3 separate regions of the Macaca mulatta genome follow, and regions 1 and 2 are each linked to region 3. Evidence: chromatin contacts called from public Hi-C data. All regions are on one chromosome and are shown on one strand. Each heading gives the region's core, a stretch centred on a gene start, on an enhancer-like site or on the middle of the called end of the contact. The rest is flanking DNA. Distances are from core to core; before and after follow the strand shown. Region 1 has its middle 23 kb from the start of RBM43. Region 2 holds the start of LOC144333309. Region 3 holds the start of RND3 (Rho family GTPase 3).

Evidence for each region. A called contact is a pair of places that touch in the nucleus more often than the background predicts.
Region 1: a Hi-C map of fetal cortical plate shows a contact between it and region 3, with 2.8 times the contacts expected there. The contact joins the enhancer-like site here to the promoter of RND3 in region 3. A contact is called at or near these places in 4 of 14 Hi-C or Micro-C datasets (blood, fetal cortex germinal zone, fetal cortical plate and 1 more).
Region 2: a contact with region 3 is called in a Hi-C map of liver, with 5 times the contacts expected there. The contact joins the promoter of LOC144333309 here to the promoter of RND3 in region 3. A contact is called at or near these places in 3 of 14 Hi-C or Micro-C datasets (fetal cortex germinal zone, fetal cortical plate and liver).

The regions. Positions count from the first base shown.
Region 1 is chr12:56,199,003-56,201,702 of T2T-MMU8v2.0, reverse strand. No RefSeq gene overlaps it. Among named protein-coding and RNA genes, the nearest start is that of RBM43, 23 kb to the left of the region's middle. Within about 2 kb of position 1,447, at least 5 of the 40 cell types and tissues checked have an H3K27ac peak or open chromatin away from gene starts, as enhancers often do. A contact at or near this core is called in fetal cortical plate, where this site is marked.
Region 2 is chr12:54,592,562-54,595,261 of T2T-MMU8v2.0, reverse strand. LOC144333309 reads right to left here and starts at 1,364. Exons shown (of 2, transcript XM_077956552.1): 1 at 678-1,364. The coding sequence starts at 959. It overlaps MMADHC (metabolism of cobalamin associated D), which reads left to right and starts at 1,358. Exons shown (of 7, transcript NM_001265642.1): 1 at 1,358-1,422. The coding sequence starts at 1,414.
Region 3 is chr12:55,462,113-55,464,812 of T2T-MMU8v2.0, reverse strand. It overlaps RND3 (Rho family GTPase 3), which reads left to right and starts at 1,291. Exons shown (of 5, transcript NM_001261682.1): 1 at 1,291-1,476; 2 at 1,949-2,036. The coding sequence starts at 1,327.

The DNA.
Region 1 (2,700 bases), core at 198-2,697, 740 kb before region 3:
ATATTTCTTACATGTGCAAGAGACCAGGCTTGAAGAGCTATGTTATTGCTACCCTGAGAATTCCTATATTCTCAGGATATGTTCATTAGATGTGTTCATTAGATGAAACTAATTTACACCTGGCCTCACTCTCAACTTCAATTCAGCTTTATTTCTTCTTTCAGGAATGCCCCTTTTAAAAATGGCTTGTGGCAGAGTAGCTATAGTTTTAAAACATAAATATACAAAAGTGTCTATAAAACTATGTATTTCTATATACTCAGAGATGAAGAGGTTATTCATGGTAAATAAGCCTTCCTAGATTAGGTGTATGCTTTCTTGCCCTTGCTTTCTTTTTTTTAATGCCAGTTATAATACTTTGTACAATCAATTATTATTTTAAAGTACATTAATTTAGTAGATGTCAATTATTTGTAACACTTTCTATGCTTCCCTTTTCTTGCCACCTGGTGCCAAAGCCTGGTCTTAACGATTTTGTCTCTCATCTTTTTTACATTTTTTTTTTTTTTTTTTTGAGACAGGGTCTCACTCTGTCATCCAGGCTGGAGTGCAGTGGTGCAGTCTCGGTTGCAGTGGTGCAATCTTGGTGCAGCCTCGCCCTTCTGGGCTCAAGCGATTCTCCTACTTCAGCCTCCCGAGTAGCTGTAACTAGAGGTGCGCACCACCACGCCTGGCTAATTTTTCTACTTTTTGTAGAACAGGGTTTCGCCATGTTGGCTAGGCTGATGTCGAACTCCTGGGCTCAAGCTATCCGTCCAGCTCGGCCTCCCAAAGTGCTGGGATTACAGGTGTGAACCATCGTGCCTGGCCCTCTCTTCTGTTCTGTTTTCATCCATTTGATGCCATATCAGAAACAACTGTGAGAATTTATTTCTTTTAGCGAAACCTCCGCCTACTCCCAATTCTAACCCAAATGCAGTGATGAGTAAAATGAGAAAGTGGCAGTTTGAAATAAAGGAGCTGTTAAAACAATAGGAGTACCTTGGAAACAGCAGCAAGACTTCTGGCAGAGATGATGATGTTAATTTGATGTTGTTGCTGTTATTGTTTTAAGTAAGTCTTTGTACTCCTATATGATGATGTTACTTTAAATGATGGAATATGACATCTCCCATAGACTGTGGAATAAACATGTAGCTTCTGACTCTGTACTTAATATTCAGTAAACGTTATCTTTCATTATTAAAGAAAATAAAATAATTCCATCCTCGTTGAATGGTGTGATGTAAGAAATATGCAGCTAAAAGGGCATACATCATGAAATTATTTACATTGGGATCATTTTTCTAGTTCTTATTTGGTTTGAGAATCAGAGGCTGTTATAATCTGAAAAAGCACTAGAGGGAGCCAGATCTCTGTCTGAGGAATTCTTTGCTCTTCTGCTGAAACACTGCTGTAGCCCACATTTAAATCAGCTGTGGTGGCTCCAGAGGCGCAATCAGTTAGCGTGGTACTTCCAAATCAGCTTGCAGACTTGTGAATTTCGTGCTCAGCCTTAGTTCACAGGCAAGATTCCACGTGCATTAGAAATGTAGAAATCACAGACTTTAGAGGGTAAAGTGTTACACAATAAAGGGACCCAGGAGACTTCCAAATACAATCGGTGGAGCGTGTTTGGGTTATGATTCAAACAAAACAGCCATAAGAAGATGCTAGTGAGGGCCGGGCGCCGTGGCCCACGCCTGTAATCCCAGCACTTTGGGAAGCCGAGGTGGGCGGATCACGAAGTCAGGAAATCCAGACCATCCTGGCTAATACGGTGAAACGGCGTCTCCACTAAAAATACAAAAAATTAGCCAGCCGTGGTGGCGGGTGCCTGTAGTCCCAGCTACTCAGGAGGCTGAGGCAGGAGAATCGCTTGAACCCGGGAGGCGGAGGTTGCAGTGAGCCGAGATCGCACCACTGCACTCCAGCCTGGGCGACAGAGCAAGACTCTGTCTCAAAACAAACAAACAAAAAAGATGCCGGTGAGACAACTATGGAAATTTGAACAGGAAGACGATCTTAAACCATATTATAGAATTACTGTTAATCTTTTTAGGTGTCATAATGATATCTTGGGACTGGGCATTGTGGCTTAGCACTTTGGGAGGCGGTGGTGGGAGGACTGCCTGAGCCCAGGAGTCTGAGACCAGCCTGGGCAACATGGCAAGACCCCATTTCCACAAAAAAATAAAAAATAAAAAATATTATGATATCTTGGTAATGCTGAAATCCCTTTTCTATTAAATATACATAGGAGAATTGAAAGTATGTGTGCGTGTGTGGAGAGGGGTGGGAAGATAATAGAAGAAACAAGATTGACAACATCTGATAATTGTCGGAGCTGGAGTTCATTATGCTATTTATTCTCCCTTTGTGAATGTTTTAAATTTACCTTTAAAAGTAAAAATGAAAAAGTAAAGACATTATATTCTTACAATATATATTTATGATGTAGTTTACCACCATTTATGGCTAATGTATATTTCTTAGGTTGCAAACTCAGTTTTGCAAGAAAATATCACCTTTCCCCATAACTGATTTTAATTTCTAGTTTGAATTTTTATTTTACTAGCTGTCAGAAACCAAATATCAATTAATTCAGAGTAATCTCACATTGCACCGAGTCAAAAAATTAATTCAAGATCATCTTGGTCAATTCGGGATTTTTCCACCTCATCTGCCAGCAGAATTGCTAAGTGAAAGCAAGTGAGTGAG
Region 2 (2,700 bases), core at 115-2,614, 870 kb after region 3:
ATGAGAAGATCACTTTACCTTACCTCTTAACAAAAAAACCTATAACCTCAGTCAATGCCTGAGAAAAATACAGGCAAAACCCAATTGAAGGACATTTGACCAAATGACCGATAAGTCGCTTCAAAATTATTAAGGTTATCAAAAACAAGGAAAGTCTGAGAAACGGTCACAGTCCAGAGAAGCCTGGAGCGACATGGTGACGTATTCCGGACAGGAACCTGGAACGGAAAAGAACACCAGGCCGAAAACTAAGGACAGCTGAAATAAAATATAGGCTTATGGGCTTTAGTCAATTTTTAAAAAACGTATTAGATACATGAAAATGATATACGATTTACAAATCCGTCGCCTAATATTTATTTATTGAGCATATCGAGAGCCTGGCACTGTGGTAGGGATGGGAACACAGAAAGAGGTAAGTGTCCTACGCTCAAAAACAGCGAGTCATGAAAAATAAACAACTATGACAAAAAGAACAGAAGACTGTATCTCCTGGAGGCAGTAAGAAAGGCTTAAGATGGGAAGACTATCAAACGCATCAAGGAGTTCATGAAGGTTAATTGACCGCCTAACGCAGGTTGGGAGCCCTCCTCTCCATCCACCCAAATCACCCTCGCCCCACCTTTTCTCCTCCCATGCGTTTAACCCAGTGACAGGTCGGTTCCACGTAGGCCTACTTTGCGCGTGCGCATCATCGGTTCGGCGATCCTTCGCATCGACGCGCTCAGCAGCAACTTCTTCTGCCTGGTCACCGCCAGCGTAGGCGCTACCACAGCTGCAGTCGCCGCCGCCATTTTAACGGCAGGAAGAGTCTGGTTCTGGGACAGCTGGGGACAGTGGTGGTGCCTGGTACGGACGGTTTCCGCCCACGTTAGCCCCTCCAAACTTGCTCGTGTTAGGGCTACAGCCCTCGGTATTGCCTGTATTTTCACTGGGTCCCTGTCGTTGTCCCCAGCCATCCTGTCCCTCTGTCTTTAGTCTCTTTTCTGCTTCCTCATCCTTCAGCTTAGCCGGAAGCTTTGCCTGGAGCTGTTGTTATGCAGCCCCAACCTCTATTAAAGCAGCCGCTTCGATTCCCGGGACTGAATTGTGGCCGCCCAGCCCCCATTCCCCGCCCCGATCTGGTCCGAGTTTATTTTCCGCGGCTGTAAACCGGAAGGGCTCTGAGCTGCAGTGCCCGCTCCGGGCCGGGGGATCTGTGCCCGGTATGGGGGCGAGTTCTGGCCTCCTTAGGGTACGGGGAGAGCTTGGACTTTGGTCCTGACGTGGTGGAGGACACACCTCCGAAGTGGACGTTACCTCAGTTGTCTGTTGTTGGAGTTTAATCGGTCACTCGTCTGTTTTGTTGTGTTCTTTCCCAGGAATAACTTTACCAAAGGAAAGCTATTTTGCGAACTGCCCTCTCCAGTGGAGATGGCCAATGTGAGTACATTATCTCCTAAGAATCAGCATAGTAAACTAGTTTGGGAATGTTAGGAAATGAAAGAACAGGTTTAATTATGATGGCATTGGGTGGCATAGTGTTAGACAATGTATCAAAAATGTCAGGGGAAGCAAGTGGTGTGAAATTGTGTTATGCTTTGAAGGTGGTAGCATTCTTTTCACTGCAAATACACTTATACAATTTGACTTGTACAGATGTGGAAATTCAAGCACCCTTTCGGTATTTTTAAATACAGCGTTTCAGTAAATATTAGAATCTATGTTTAGGCCCTTTTTTATCTTTTGGGTTAGCTAAACTGAAGGGTGTTTTTTTCTTTTCTTTTCTTTTCTTTTCAACAGTTTCTGTATTGGAAGTGACCTTCCAAATCCTACAAAATAAGAACAGGAGATACTCTCACACACCAAAGATATTTATTGACTGTAACTTTCCAGTGATTAGACACATCCTATCTATAGAATTCATATGTAGCGGTCATAAGACATATATAAAAACAGCTACAATTAAAGTATAAAGTAATAATTTTTTTAGAACGTACACAAAGGTGCAATGCAGATTCAAGGCTTTGTGGAGAGGAGTTTGGGATCACTTCATGAGGGAAACATTTAACTTTTGAAAGGTTTGAAAGATGGGTGAGATTTGTATAGTCTAAAATATGAGCGGGAAGGACAGGAAGGTATATTCATAGAACTCCCCACCCCGCCTACCCCTCTGAAAAATTAAAAAGTCATTGCTCCCTGCTAACCTAAATGTAAGATGTGTGAAAGAGATAAGTGGGAGATAAGGTTGAATTGTGAGGTTGGTACCAAGTAAATGAGAACCTTGAATGCCGAACTCAGTAATTTAGACTTTATTCCTTAAATTGTGATTATTCACTTAGAGCTGTGTACTAGGAAGACTTATATGGCAGCAGTTAGCCAGGATGGTATTTCTGTAATTGAACATGATATATTAAGTCTAAAGTGTGACTGTAGAGACAAGTCATAAGAGTAGATTACTAGTCTTGGCCAAGTTCTACGGTGAATTTTTGCCTGCCCGTAACCTGCACAGAAAAAGAATGCTGTAAAAGAAGTATGTGGCACTTTCAAAGGAGAGAAATTAATTGAAGTAGAATAGAAAGCTATTATTTGACCTGGTTTTATTTTGGTTTAAATGAATAAATTATAATAGTTCAGTAGGGAAGATCCTTTTGTAAGTCTTTTGTTAGAAAGAAGTTCATATTAAAGTAAATTTTAAGTTTCAGTATCCAAATGTACGTT
Region 3 (2,700 bases), core at 42-2,541:
CATTTATAAGCCTAGGAGTCTCCATAGGAGACCATATAAGTTGGTTTTGGCCAATGTCCCACTATATTGTAACAATTGAAACCTCCTGAGCATTTGGGGTGCAGGAGATGAAGATGAGAAAAAGACTTCTCATAGAAAAAGAACAAATGTGTGGACTATTCTGGTCCTTTCTAAGACTCTTGCTTGCGGGGAAGAGTAGGAGGGCTAGAGAGATGGATGTGGAGGAGGGGAGAGGAGAGGGTGGAAGGTTGTACCTGCATTTTTCAGCTAAAGATATTTGTGCCTTTTGAGTCAAGCCTAGGGTGCTTTGATTCCAGGAAGATGGAGGCTATAAAGAATTAACAGATAATATCAACATCTACCCCCCCGCCAACCCCCAGTCTCCTCACTGCAAGTGTGGGGAGGTGTAACTAAGCTGACAAGTGTTTGGGTCCCTAGGGTTGAGTTTCCAATGGCCTTTGTCACTCAGTGATGGGCATCTTCCACTTCTCTTTCTTCTCCCCTCCCACCTCCTGTACCCACTCCTCAAAACCTTTCTGCCTGACAGGTTTTAGAAGCCAGTGTACTGCTATGACCCAGCCAAGTCAGTTCTTGCATCTGGAATAAAGAGGCTAATCTGTTGGTCCATGGCCTATGTACCTGACACAAACCATTTAAAAAAAAAAAAATAGAACCACTCAACCATTCTCCACCCAAGATTTGCTTCCTATGTTTTATACTGTGCTTTAACTTGGGTGGGAAATGTTTGTTTTCATAAAAGGTCATGAGGCTTCTACAGATAAGCCCCTATATTAAACTATATTTAAAGGGATTGTAGTTTAAATCAATATCCACAGATGCCAGTTTCCCACCTTGCCCTGTGGACTTGTCAGCAAAGCATCTTTGGGGTCTTCATGTCGTCGCAGAGCCTGGTCTGAAATAGATCCCGAACGGGCACCCTAGAGGGCGCACTGCTTACATTTTCGGCAAGCAAGGCAACAGCGCTCACTCCCAGGCTCCATAAAAGGGGAGGAGGCAGATCAGTTTCCTCCTCTCATTGAGAAAGAAGAGGATTGGAAGGCCGGGCGTATAAAGCCGCGCAGAGAGCGTGAAACAAAGCAGTCGGCTCGGAATTGGACTTGGGAGGCGCGGTGAGGAGTCAGGCTTAAAACTTGTTGGAGGGGAGTAACCAACCTCCTCCTCTCGCTCTCCTCCTCGTCTGCGCCGCGTTTCAGGGGTTGCCCATCAGCCTTGCGATTTATTTTTATATCTGCTTTTTATAAAGAGAAAAATATATTTTCTTCTTAAGAGAAAATTCCTGTTCCAAGAGAAAATAAGGCAACATCAATGAAGGAGAGAAGAGCCAGCCAGAAATTATCCAGCAAATCTATCATGGATCCTAATCAGAACGTGAAATGCAAGATAGTTGTGGTGGGAGACAGTCAGTGTGGAAAAACTGCGCTGCTCCATGTCTTCGCCAAGGACTGCTTCCCCGAGGTGAGTGTGGCCGGCCGCGGCTTCCAGGAGGGGGTCGGCCAGTGGGATCCCAGTCCTGAGGTGGGCTTCCCCGCTTTCACCCGTTTTTGCTTAAAAAAAAAAAAAAAAAAAAAAAAGTCTTTCTCGCCCTTACTACTTTCCGCTGGTTAGACTGCGGGGAAAGGGAAAGTGCGCTGGAAACGTTTAGGGTTGGGACGCGCCTGCACATGGGCTGGTTAGCTCCTGAAACTTGTTCGTTCCTGTGTGCATAACCTGGGTTTGGGAAATTCGGGTCAGCACGTCTGTGAGAGCCGGGTCGGGTGGGTGGGGAGTAGGACAGGGATTTCGGAAAGGGTCTATGTGCTTAGTGTATGGTCTGATGTATGAGGGTTTTCTTTCTTAATTGGGGAGCCGGGAGGCGAAGGGTGTTCAACGGGTGTCGTGCATTTAAACATAACCTCTTTGCCCTCTTTCGCCCATTTTGTCTATCCAGAATTATGTTCCTACAGTGTTTGAGAATTACACGGCCAGTTTTGAAATCGACACACAAAGAATAGAGTTGAGCCTGTGGGACACTTCGGGTAAGAGTGGGAGGACCGCGTGGCGCTTGGGGCGGGTTTCCAGCCGCTGGGGGATGCGCGGCGGGTCTCGGGAAACCTCGCGCTACAAGCCGTCTGCGCCCCTCCATTAACTTTGGCCCTCCCAAAGGATTCCCACGGTCCCTGGTGGGCGAAAATTGTATCCCTTCTGGGCGGGGGCGGCAGACGACAGCGTGGACCAGGAGATGGCAGTGGGGAGAGGAGGGCGCTGTGTGCCCGCAGGGTGACCCCGCGGTTGGAGCCACTAGTGGCTAGGTGGCCGGGAGCAATCTGCCCGCGGAGCCGTGGTCAAGTCGCCTTGGGTCGGCCGAGGTGGCCCGATGCTGAAGGGTGTTGCAGCGGCGCTGCGTGCGCCTGGGCGGAACCACCCGGCTCAAGGCAGGCGCCCCTCCTAGATCTAACCTGCTGGTTGGCAGGGAGGCGGGGAGCGCCGCGGGGGTGATGGGAGGCGGGAGAAAATCCCAGAGGCGACGCGGATACTTGCAATTGCCGCTCTTAGGGGAGAGAAACTGAGCGCAGGCAGCCGCGGCACCCGTGACGCCTACAGCCGGGAATGCGCTGGTGGCGCAGGGGCCGGGCAGCCGCTGGGCCTCCTCTTAGCGCCGCCGGCCGCCCGCGGCGCCTGGGTTGCCACCTGTACCGAGCC